2 separate regions of the Ovis aries genome follow, and region 1 is linked to region 2. Evidence: chromatin contacts called from public Hi-C data. All regions are on one chromosome and are shown on one strand. The core of a region is the stretch at or near the end of the contact, and the rest is flanking DNA. Distances in the headings are between cores, read along the strand shown.

The links. Hi-C and Micro-C count contacts between places; a contact is called where the count stands out from the background.
Region 1: a Hi-C map of tail adipose tissue shows a contact between it and region 2, with 5 times the contacts expected there. The contact joins the promoter of FLOT1 here to the enhancer-like site in region 2. A contact is called at or near these places in 12 of 16 Hi-C or Micro-C datasets (blood, hypothalamus, liver and 6 more).

The regions. Positions count from the first base shown.
Region 1 is chr20:27,400,807-27,406,743 of ARS-UI_Ramb_v3.0, forward strand. FLOT1 (flotillin 1) reads left to right here and starts at 2,323. Exons shown (of 13, transcript XM_060403343.1): 1 at 2,323-2,483; 2 at 2,586-2,839; 3 at 3,148-3,223; 4 at 3,311-3,401; 5 at 3,632-3,775; 6 at 3,913-4,032; 7 at 4,124-4,219; 8 at 4,432-4,584. The coding sequence starts at 2,797. It overlaps IER3 (immediate early response 3), which reads left to right and starts at 596. Exons shown (of 2, transcript XM_004018996.6): 1 at 596-834; 2 at 935-1,864. The coding sequence starts at 625. The coding sequence ends at 1,195. It overlaps LOC132658256 (a long non-coding RNA gene), which reads right to left and starts at 516. Exons shown (of 2, transcript XR_009597619.1): 1 at 1-516.
Region 2 is chr20:27,363,625-27,368,922 of ARS-UI_Ramb_v3.0, forward strand. All of the region lies in intron 1 of LOC132658256 (a long non-coding RNA gene), which reads right to left. Among named protein-coding and RNA genes, the nearest start is that of IER3, 35 kb to the right of the region's middle. Within about 2 kb of position 3,212, at least 13 of the 54 cell types and tissues checked have an H3K27ac peak or open chromatin away from gene starts, as enhancers often do. A contact at or near this core is called in liver and tail adipose tissue, where this site is marked.

The DNA of each region.
Region 1 (5,937 bases), core at 1,073-3,572, 36 kb after region 2:
CAATTTAATTATTGAGCCAGCCAACGAAACTAGAAGGAGAAATTTTTCCACCTCTACAACATGGTGTGTGTGTGCATGTGCTAGCTAAAGCAGGCAGACTTGTGTCTGTGTGTGCTAGTGTGTTCATTTCTCTTGGGCTTCTTGACTGTTTCTTAATGACTTCCCTCCTAGGCTGCTGTTTTCTGAGTCCCTACAAACGTGTGACTATGCACTGTAACTGTGGTTCCTAGACTCTGCTGGATTAGGATTGTAGCAAGAGGGCCAGACTTCCTTATGTAAGCCTTCCTGCACGTCCCCAGAGATGGGGATTTGTGGCTGAACCGTCTCAAACTGTCTGTGGGCCCCTCTCCAGCTGCCACATGTCCTGACATGTGCCCGCAGTCTGGGATTTCATCCGCCTCCACTCACAACTCACACACTCACAACACACACTTGGCGTGCCTACGGTTGGCACTGGCCAAGTCTCCGCCCCCTCCCTTTGCTTAATCTTCGGAATTTCCAGCCGACCGTCCAACAGCTCCCAGCCCAGGGTGGAGTTGAGAAGGACCCGCCCAGTTCTCGGGGTACATAACTAGCTCTGCGGGACTGCGGGGCCACTCGTCCTTCGGCTCAGCTCAGCGCACAATGTGTCACTCTCGCAGCTCCCTCCCCACCATGACCGTCCTGCGGGCTCCGACCCCGGTCTCCTCCACCAGCCCGGGACCCCGACGGGGCTCCGGTCCCGAGATCTTCACCTTCGACCCTCTCCCGGAGCCCGCGGTGGCCCCCGCTGCGCGCCCTAGCGCCACCCGCGGGCATCGAAAGCGCAGCCGTAGGGTCCTCTACCCACGAGTGGTGAGTGTCTCCGAAGTGGACAGCCCCGGGGGAAGAGCAGGGTGAACCACTGGACGCCGGGGCCCCGATCTGACCTGTTCTTTTTATCACCTCCCCTCAGGTCCGGCGTCAGCTGCCAGTCGAGGAACCGAACCCTGCCAAAAGGCTGCTCTTTGTCCTGCTGACCATCATCTTCTGTCAGATCCTGATGGCTGAAGACGGTGCGTCTGTACCCCTGGCCCCGGAGGACACCTCCAGCGCACCGTCCCCCGCGCCCACCGCTGCAGCCCCGGTCTTCGAGCCCCTTAATCTGACCTCGGAGCCCTCGGACTACGCTTTGGATCTCAGCACTTTTCTCCAGCAACACCCGGCCGCCTTCTAACCGGGACTCCCCACTTCCCCAAAAGAACCTGAAAAACCAAGAAAACACTGGGTGTACCTGGTGCGCGAGAGCGTATCCCAAACTGGGACTCGCGAGGCAACTCGCACTCAGAACACTATGGCGAAGACGCCGGTCCGAGCCTGGAGAGACAGGCACCGGCACGCCGGGGTTAGGCCGGGTGGGGAAGAAGTGCGTCGTTAACTTATTTCTCATTGTTCCTAATAATATTTATGTGTATTTATGTGTGTCCCCCTAGGTGATGGAGGGGTGTATGTAATATTTATTTTAACTTATGCAGGAGTGCGAGATGTGCACCTTGCTGCAAATGCAGGTCTCTGGGTATTTATTGGGCTCTGTGGGGTTGGTGGAGGCAAGCACCCAGAATTGAGCGAGGCCGGGAAAAGGGATGGAGGAAACCCAAGTCGAGAAGGCGCCCGGGCTGGGAGTCAAGGACGGTGGTGGGTCGCAGTGACACTCTCAGTTCTCCAGCATCTCAACTCGCGAGTCTGTGAAGATTCGGGGAACCGTTGAGAATAAGGTCCCTGGCCTACAATCTCCTTGAAGTTGCCTCCAAGGGGGTGACTGCGGGGTTGGTGGGCTGTCAGGAGGCTGTTCTGGGGTCGCCCCGTATGTTCTATGAACACAAATAAACTTGATTTACTGTCGGCAGTCATGTGTGTGTCTCTTTACAAGCGGCGGTCCCCTACTTTCAAGGCGCCAGGAGGAGGAGGAGACGGTCAAGTCCCCAGCCGGTGCTCCTCCCCAGGCCCATGAGTCCCTCCTCCTGGAGCCATGGAACTCAGCATCTTGTGACCGGACGCTGTCAGTCGTTGCCCAGTCTGTGGTTTTTCTCAGTTAGTTTACCTGGGGCAAGTGCGACGTGAGTCAACCTCCCTCTGCCCGAGAGCGTACTCACGGAAGTCACGTCGCACGGGGCGGGGCGTGGGGCTGCCTGGGCGGGACTTCCGGCCCCGGAAGGGCGGCCAAGTGTGGCCTCCTCCCCCATACCGGGGCCGCTTCTGCAGCTCTCGAGGGCTGCGGATCTGAGCTGGGCCTGCCGGGAAAGGGGCGGGTCGGACGCCCGAGGCCGGGGGTGGGGTGGAGGGGGGTGGTCCTCCGCGGGGGGCGGGGTCGTGTCTGCAGCAGTAACGGGGTGCGGCTGAGTTGGGGGCGCGGGCCCAGCTCCCAGGGAGACCCTACGCGAGTGGCACCTGCTAGACTCCCAGGCCCCCTACGCAGCCCCGCCCTCCCCGGGACCCCAGCCCGGCCGCCGCCCGAGTCCGGGAAGGTAGGTGGGGGAGGGGAGATGGAGTGGGTTGCAGAGGAACAGGGAGGGTAGCGCAAGGGTCTGGGGACCTCTCCGGGTCTGGAGAGCTTCATATCACTGAAGGTGGGGCGCGGTGAGCGGCTGAGGATCGCTGGCTGCGAAATTTCACAGGAAAAGCCTTAGCGAATCCGGGGTTGCGGAAGAGCCTGGGCCTCGGCGTCTGCAGGCTGGGCGGGACTGACTGGAAAGGGAGAGTTCGCTCCTGTGGACTGCGCGGCGCCCCTTCGCATCCGCAAAGGCTTTGTCTTCCCCTCCTCCAGCTCCAGCCTGAGCCATGTTTTTCACCTGTGGCCCAAATGAGGCCATGGTGGTCTCCGGTAAGTATTGTTTTCTGCTCAGCCAGTGAGCACCCCCTGCAGAGGCCTCTTCCCTCTCCCTACCAGCTCCCCAGCACTAGGCCTCCTGTCCACCCCACCCACGATGGCTTCATGCCACCCACTTGTGATTATTCCTTGCGTAGCCTTCCAAGGCCTAGACTGCCCCTCGCCCTTGTCAGCTTCCAGCTTTCCTCGTGGAGGTTGCTCCCCACTCCCTCCCCAAGGTCTGTCTCCCACGTTACAGCTCTACCGCTACAGCTCTACCACGGCCACCGGCCACCACAGCTCACTGCCCTCTCCCCGTGCAGGTTTCTGCCGGAGCCCCCCAGTCATGGTGGCTGGAGGCCGTGTCTTTGTCCTGCCCTGCATCCAGCAAATCCAGAGGTGGGTAGCAAGAAAACTGGGGCAAGGGAACCCCCATTTTCTCCCTTTCTTCCTTTTCACACTGTCCACCCCTTCTCTCTCCCTTAGGATCTCACTCAACACACTGACCCTCAATGTCAAGAGTGAAAAGGTTTACACTCGCCATGGGGTCCCCATCTCAGTCACTGGCATTGCCCAGGTGAGGCTTTCAGAGCCTTTTCCTCAAAGTCCACTCCCCCACCCAGCATCTTCTGTGTCCCCAGACATTAAGAATCTTCTGACCATGGCTTTCCCTATCTCTGCCTGTGGAGCAATTTCTCTGCAAGTCTCCACATCTCCAGGGATCCCCAAGGCACCTGACTCTCCCTGCCTCTGCTCTGGCTTCAGGAGGCCTTCCGCACACCCTCCCCAGCTCTGTTCTGGCTACAGGTAAAGATCCAGGGTCAGAACAAGGAGATGCTGGCCGCCGCCTGCCAGATGTTCCTGGGGAAGACGGAGGCAGAGATCGCCCATATCGCGCTGGAGACACTGGAGGGCCACCAGAGGGCTATCATGGCCCACATGACCGTGGAGGTGGGCCTGAGGGCAGGGAGAGATCGGGAAGGGATGCCAGACTGCAAGGGGCCTAAGAACCCAGCTAATCTGAGGAAGACGGTGGCCAGAGGATCTGAGCACGTCCCTTCCTTCTTCCTTCCATCCTGTTATCCCAGGAAATCTATAAGGACAGGCAGAAATTCTCAGAGCAGGTTTTCAAAGTGGCCTCCTCAGACCTGGTCAACATGGGCATCAGCGTGGTCAGCTACACCCTGAAGGACATTCACGACGATCAGGTAAACCTCAGCAGTTGGTCCTCCCTGCTTCCCTGCTCCCATCTGGTAAACCTTCTCTCCTGAGGATTGAGACATCTGCATCTCTCCACAGGACTATTTGCACTCCTTGGGGAAGGCTCGAACAGCTCAGGTCCAAAAAGATGCTCGGATTGGGGAAGCAGAGGCCAAAAGAGATGCGGGGATCCGGGTGAGAGAGCTGGGGGTTGCTTGGTCTCCGAGGGCTTTTTGTGTACCTGATGGGAGAGGGTGTGGCGTGAGGGCCAGTGGAGCAGGGTTGGCAGAGGATGTAGACGAGGCCGGGCCCAGGGCGAAGATGGAGGAGCTCGGTGGAGAGCAAGCTCTCTCCCTTGGGCCTTCTTCTGCCTACTCTGATGCCCTACCCAATCTCTGCATGAACAGGAGGCCAAAGCCAAGCAGGAGAAGGTGTCTGCTCAGTACCTGAGTGAGATCGAGATGGCCAAGGCACAGAGGGACTACGAGCTGAAGAAGGCCGCATACGACATCGAAGTCAACACGCGCCGAGCACAGGCTGACCTGGCCTATCAACTTCAGGTCAGAGTCCCCATCCTGGCCCTGTGGCCAGGCTGTACTTCACTCCCTCCCTGTTCTCCTCAGGCTACCACTCTCTCTCATATCCTGACTTTGATCCCCTTATTTTGACTCTCAGTTTCTGACCCAACTCCTCCATATAAGGAAGATTTAAAAGACCTAAATGTTTCAGCTGAAAAGCAAAGAAAAGGCCTAGAAAGGGAGTGTAGATAGGGCTGATCACGGGCTTGGGGTGGGTTGTGTCCTGGGCAAGGGCACCTGGATGAAGGGTGAACCAGAGCTCAGATCGGTCTGTGCTCCACTCCCCAAGCTGTGCATTGTGAATAGGTTTGCATCTCCCCAGAGGAACGAGTGCCTTTTTCTGATTTGCACGGCAGTCCTCCACAGGCTCACAGCAGCCCTGGTGATCACACAGGGTGTGAGGAAGAGAAACGTGGACTTGGGCTCTGAATTCCACAAAGTGACCTGTGGGGGCCTTGATAATGCAGCAAAGTGTAGTTGATCCTCATTATTTGCAGATCTTGTATTTGAGAATTTGCCTCAATGCTAAAATGTTTTAAAGAGCTAATGCTAAATGAACACTGGTTTAAATGCTAAAAGAACACTGGTTTCCCTAGTGCTCTTTGTATTGATGACCATTTGCAGACATGCACAGAGTGGAGAAAAATTTCAGTTGCCTGATAACGTGCCTCTCAGTTGAGGTTGAACAAGATGTTTTTCCCTTCTTGTTTTAGCTCCTGCTGTAAACAGTGTCATTTTCGCAGTATATTCACTGCTACATATTTTGCACTTTTGTGCTCTGTGTTGGTGATTTCACAGTTCAGAATGCCCCCAAGTGTAATGAGTGCCGTCTAGCGTTCCTAAGTCCAAGAAGACTTGATGTGCTTGATGGAGAAAATAACGTGTGTTAGATAAGTTTCTTTCAGGCATGAGTTACAGTGCTGTTGGATGTGAGTTCATTGTTAATGAATCAACAAATACATTACATATGGTGTCTTTATGCAGAAATACATAAAACAAAGATATATAGGACTTCCCTGACAATCCAGTGGTTAAGGCTATGTGCTTCCAAGTGCAGGGGTCAATCCCTGGTTGGGGAACTAAGATCCCACAATAAGTATTTGTTAATTCAACGTTCATGGCTACTTTATGAAAACCGGAACTACCATGAATAATGAGGATCAACTGTACTTTGAAACCTTTACCCAATATTATGAGATTCATTTTTGCCAAGAGTTGGTGCAGGCTGAAAGCATTAAGTGTAACACATCTTTAGTTATGATATTAAATCCCTGGGTGGCTTGACAGGTTCCTGAGTGTGGCATAGTACTTTGCTGCTCAAAGTGTGGTCTGCCT
Region 2 (5,298 bases), core at 1,962-4,461:
TGAATGAAAAGTCTTGGAATTGAACAATGTGTGGCGCTTTCCAGCTGACTGACCTACACAAGTTATTTAACCTCTTTGAGACTCAATCATGCATATATTTATTGACTCACCCTATTATTTATTGAGCATCTTGTATGTATATCATGTATGGGGTTAAGTGAATCCTGAGGGGACTATGGTGGGCAAAATTAAGGACTTTTTTTTTTTCAAGGGGCTTACAATTTATTCATCTATAAAAAGGCATACTGGGAACTACCTGGTAGTCCAGATGACACCACACTTATTGTAGAAATTGAAGAGGAACCAAGGAGCCTTTTGATGAAGGTGAAAGAGGAGAGTGAAAAAGCTGGCCTAAAACTCAACATTCAAAAAAAGAAGATCATGGCATCCAGTCCCATCATTTCATGGCAAATAGATAGGGAAACAATGGAAACAGTGACAGAGTTTATTTTCTTGGGCTCCAAAATCACTGCAGATGATGACTGCAGCCATGAAATTAAAAGACGCTTGCTCCTGGCAAGAAAAGCTATGACCAACCTAGACAGCATATTAAAAAACAGAGACATTACTTTGCCAACAAAGGTCCGTCGAGTCAAGGCTATGGTTTTTCCAGTAGTCATGTATGGATGTGAGAGTTGGACTAGAAAGAAGGCTGAGTGCCGAAGAATTGATGCTTTTGAACTGTGGTGTTGGAAAAGACTCTTGAGTCCCTTGGACTGCAAGGAAATCAAACCAGTCAATCCTAAAGGAAATCAATCCTGAATATTCGTTGGAAGGACTGATGCTGAAGCTGAAGCTCTAATGCTTTGGCCATCTGATGCAAAGAAATGACTCCTTGGAAAAGACCCTGATGCTGGAAAAGACTGAAGGCAGGAGGAGAAAGGGATGACAAAGAATGAGATGATTGGATGGCATCACCGACTCAATGGGCATGAGTTTGAGCAAACTCATGGAGATAGTGAAGGACAGGGAAGCCTGGCGTGCTGCATTCCATGGGATTGCAAAGAGTCGGACACAACTGAGCTACTGGACAACACCAGTGGTTAGGACTCTGAGCTCTTATTGCTGAGGGCCCAGGTTCAATCCCTGGTGGAGGAATTAAAATCCCACAAGCCATGCAGCTTGGTCAAACGAAACAAAGCCAAATAGATGTAGTAACACTGGGATGACTAGATATCCATGGGCAAAAGAATGAATCTGGATCCCTATCTCACACCATATAAGAAAATTAACTCAGAACAAATGAAAAATCTAAAAGTGAAAGCTAAATCTATTAAGCTCTTGGAAGAAAGCATAGGCTCAAATCTTTGTGACTGTGGATTAGGTAATGGTTTCTTGGCTATGAAACCAAATGCACAAGTAACAAAAGATAATACAGATAAATTGGACTTCACCAAAATTTAAAACTTTGGTGCTTCAAAGGACACCATCAAAAAAGTGAAAAGATGCCAAGATACGAAATGGAAGCAACCTAAGTGTCCATCAACAGATGAATGGATAAAGAAGATATGGTATGTATACACAGTGGAATATTACTCAGCCATAAAAAGAGTGAAATTTTGCCATTTACAGCAACATGGATGGGCTTGGAGGGCATTATGCTAAGTGAAGTAAGTCAGGCAGAAAAAGATAAATACTAGACATCGTTTACCTGTGAAATCTGAAAAATACAGCAAACTAGTGAATGTAACAAAAAAGAAGCAGACTCACAGATACAGGGAACAAATCAGTGGTTGCCAATGGGGAGAGGGAGTTAGGAAGAGATAATATAAGGACAAGGGTTTAAGAGGTACAAACTATTACATATAAAATAAATTATAAAGATATACAGCACAGGACATATAACCAATATTTTATAATAACTGTAAATGGAGTATAACCTTTTTTTAAAAAAAGTGAAAAGATAACCCACAGAATGAGATGAAAATACTTGTAAGTCATTGATCTGTTAAGGGGGTTGTATCTAGTAGGATATACTAAGAATTCTTACAATTCGGTAATAAAAAGACAAACCAAATAGGCAAAGGATCTGTATCAACATTTCTCCAAAGATATACAAATAACCAATAACCACATAAAAAGATTCTCAACATCTTTAGCCATTAGAAAAACACTTACATAAACCCACAGTGAGATACCACTTTACACCCTCTAAAATAGCTAGAATCAAAAAACAGATTGGAAGGGCTTCCCCCGGGGGTCCAGTGGTTAGGAATCCACTTTCCAATACAGGGACACTGTATTCCAGCCATGGTCGGGGCAACTAAACCAATGTGTCACAACTACCAAGCCGGTGAGCTCTAACAAAATACCCTGCATGACACAACAAAGGTCCCGAGTGCCTTCAACCAAGACGCGACACAGCCAAGTAAATAAATAAATAAAAATCAAAGCATAATAATAGTTCTTACCCCATAGGGTCATTGTGAACAGTAAATGAGATGAATTTTGGCTGATGAAATAGCTAAAACAACATCATTTATCAATCAGGCCTGGAGAGGGGTGTTTGGAATGGGGGAGGGACACTTAAGCTTTGTACTTTATTTATCTATTGTCTAGATTTTTAAACTGGTACATTTTTGTAATTCAAAAATAAAGCAGTAAAGAGCTGCTTATTCCTGTGTTACTGATTTATTCAAGACTTAACATCCACAGAGAAGTGCATGAGGATTGAGAACAACATTCTATTCTTGACTTATGTTTGACCTTCTGTGTTTGTGTAACTTTTTCCAGATTTCGTCAGCTTTGCTTACCTTTCTCCCCCACTGCCCCTCAATTTGCTTAAGTCCATTAGTCACAAAATTTTAAACCTCCCCATCAAATCCCTGGATCCTCTGAATCAGCCCAAGAAAGACCCCAGATCCCACACAGGGCGGGGGGCCTTGCCTATTCCTGGCCAGTGTCCTCTGAACTCCTCTTCCCCATTTTTATCGCCTTCCCTATACCAAACCCTCCTAGAGATCTGATTTAAAGCTTCTCACTTTGCAAACAGAGAGGTCTGCTCTTCCAGGAGGCCAGAGCTGGCTGGCTGGGAGTCTGGCCGGAAGTCAGTTTCCTGGGTGGGAGAACACTGGCTGAAAGCCAGACGGCTGACGTCACCTGGTCCAGATGGTGGACACCATTGCCCAATCAGAGGAAATTGATGCTGGCAACACATTTCTCTATGACTGTCTTCCTCCATTCAGAAAAGCATTTTCCTCGCCAGGAAGCAGCTGAGTAGGAGGGGAAAATACCCTGGCCTTTGAACCATGCGGCATATTGACCATGAGGCTGGCCGTGGCATTGACTGACAAATGAATGTGAGACCCGACACTGGACTCAGGGCCAGAAGACTCAAGTCTGGGTCTCTGCCACCTAAATTCTAACCTTTGACAAATCACCTCGGTAGCTTTTCTGAGCTGTGAGTAATAATACCTCCTCACAGAAGCTACTGTTGCATGTCTGGAATGAGGTCATCCATGTGAAAGCTTTCATAAACCTGAAGCAGGATGTCAATACATCATCATTCTGCCTTCCAGAGGGCAGAAGACCCTGAGGAGGCAGGCTGATCCAGGAGCCAGGCAGCCTACACCAGAATGTGCAGCCGGGACACATAATTTAAACTCTCTGTGCCCAGTTACCTCGTGGTCACAATGGGGAAAATGATACGAATACCCACCTCATCACAGGCTTGCCAGGAGGGTGAAGTACCTACTCCACTTGGAGCACATAGATCATCTCCCAGCTGTGGCAGTGCTCACCAAGACTTAGCCGGATAATCCTTCCCCAGGCCATCTTTTGCACCTGCAGGCCCTGACCTGGATGTTCAGCCCAATCCCAGGAGATCTCATGAAAAGAGATCCTGGGAATTCCCTGACTGTTCAGTGGTTAGGACTCCAAGCTTTCACTGCCAAGGGCTCAAGGTCAGCCCCCGTTGGGAAACTAAGATTCTGCAAGCCTCTTGGCATGGGCCCCTCCCCCCAAAATGAGGGGGATTCTACCCCCACCCACAGTCCACACAGCAGGCAGAGCTCTTTAACTGAAATCTGACCGTGTCACTCGTCTGTTTCACCACCCAAATCTACCCCAGCCCCACCCTCGCACCCAGGTAGACACCAAGCCCTGGTGATAGGCCCTTGAGCCCTCTCCAGCATCTCCTCTTGCCTGCTGCCTCTCATCAAGGGTTCAGCAACACCAGACTGCCTGGCACTTCTCACCTCCACTAGCTGGTCCAGCCTACCTTCCCCAGCCCTGCTTTGCCAACTCCTAGTTACCTTTTGAGCTTCCCTGGTGGCCCTTTAAAACTCTCAGATTCATGTCTCCCAGAAAGCCCTTTCTGACTTTCCTGAGCAGAGCCGGGTGCCCCTTCCGCTATGTTCCTAGCAGGCACTTCCATCACTGCACAGGCCAAACTGTACCCTAACTCTTCAGGTGACTGCTTCACACCAGCCTGGGGGATCCTTGAAAGAAAAGGCCAGCACTGGGTCTTGCTCATCTCAGTAAACTCAGCATGAGCACAGTGCCAGGCACACAGTAGGTGATCAGTAATGGCTGAGTGGAAAGACTGATGAATGAATGACCAGGAACTAAGAGAGTACCAGTTTGCTTGGCCATGCTGCATGACTTGTGGGATCTGCCAGGGATTGAACCTGGGCCGTGGCAGTGAGAGCATGGAATCCTAGCCACTGGACCTCCAGGAAATTCCGATGTTCAGCTACCTTAACAGATGATGCTGTTTGCCTGGGTTTGGGATGAACATCTTGGAACAGATATAGTTTCCATTCTCCTCAACCACTATTTTTCTCAGAATCACCCCTGTCTCTGTCTCAGGCACCCTCTGTACCTATCCCTTTACCCTGCTCTTATGCTTGGCTTCTCCTTCCTTAATACCTTGTTTCTCCTCCTTGTTCTGTGTCATATATCTAGACCCTTTGCTGCTTTGTATTCTTTTCCTTTCATCTTTCATTTGTGCTTGAGTGGTGGTCTCTGTTCTCTTACCACTTATCAAGCATTCTGGGCTGTTTAAGAGTTTCCCTGGGCTCATGACTCCTCAGAAAGGAAGAAGGAGATTTTGAAAGGAAGGAAATCAATCCTTATTATGTGTCCAGAAGTCCCACACGTTTTATTTCATATAATCTTAGTAATAAGCTTATAGCATGGCATGTCATTCAAAGAAGCTAGATTATGCTTCTGTAACAAAGAACCTCAAAATCTCAGTGGTTTTTCACAACAAAGATTTATCTATTGCATTTATACAACCCACTTATCAATGGTGGGTTGACTGAGGCTCTGCTCTGAGCCACCGTTGCCTAACCTCAG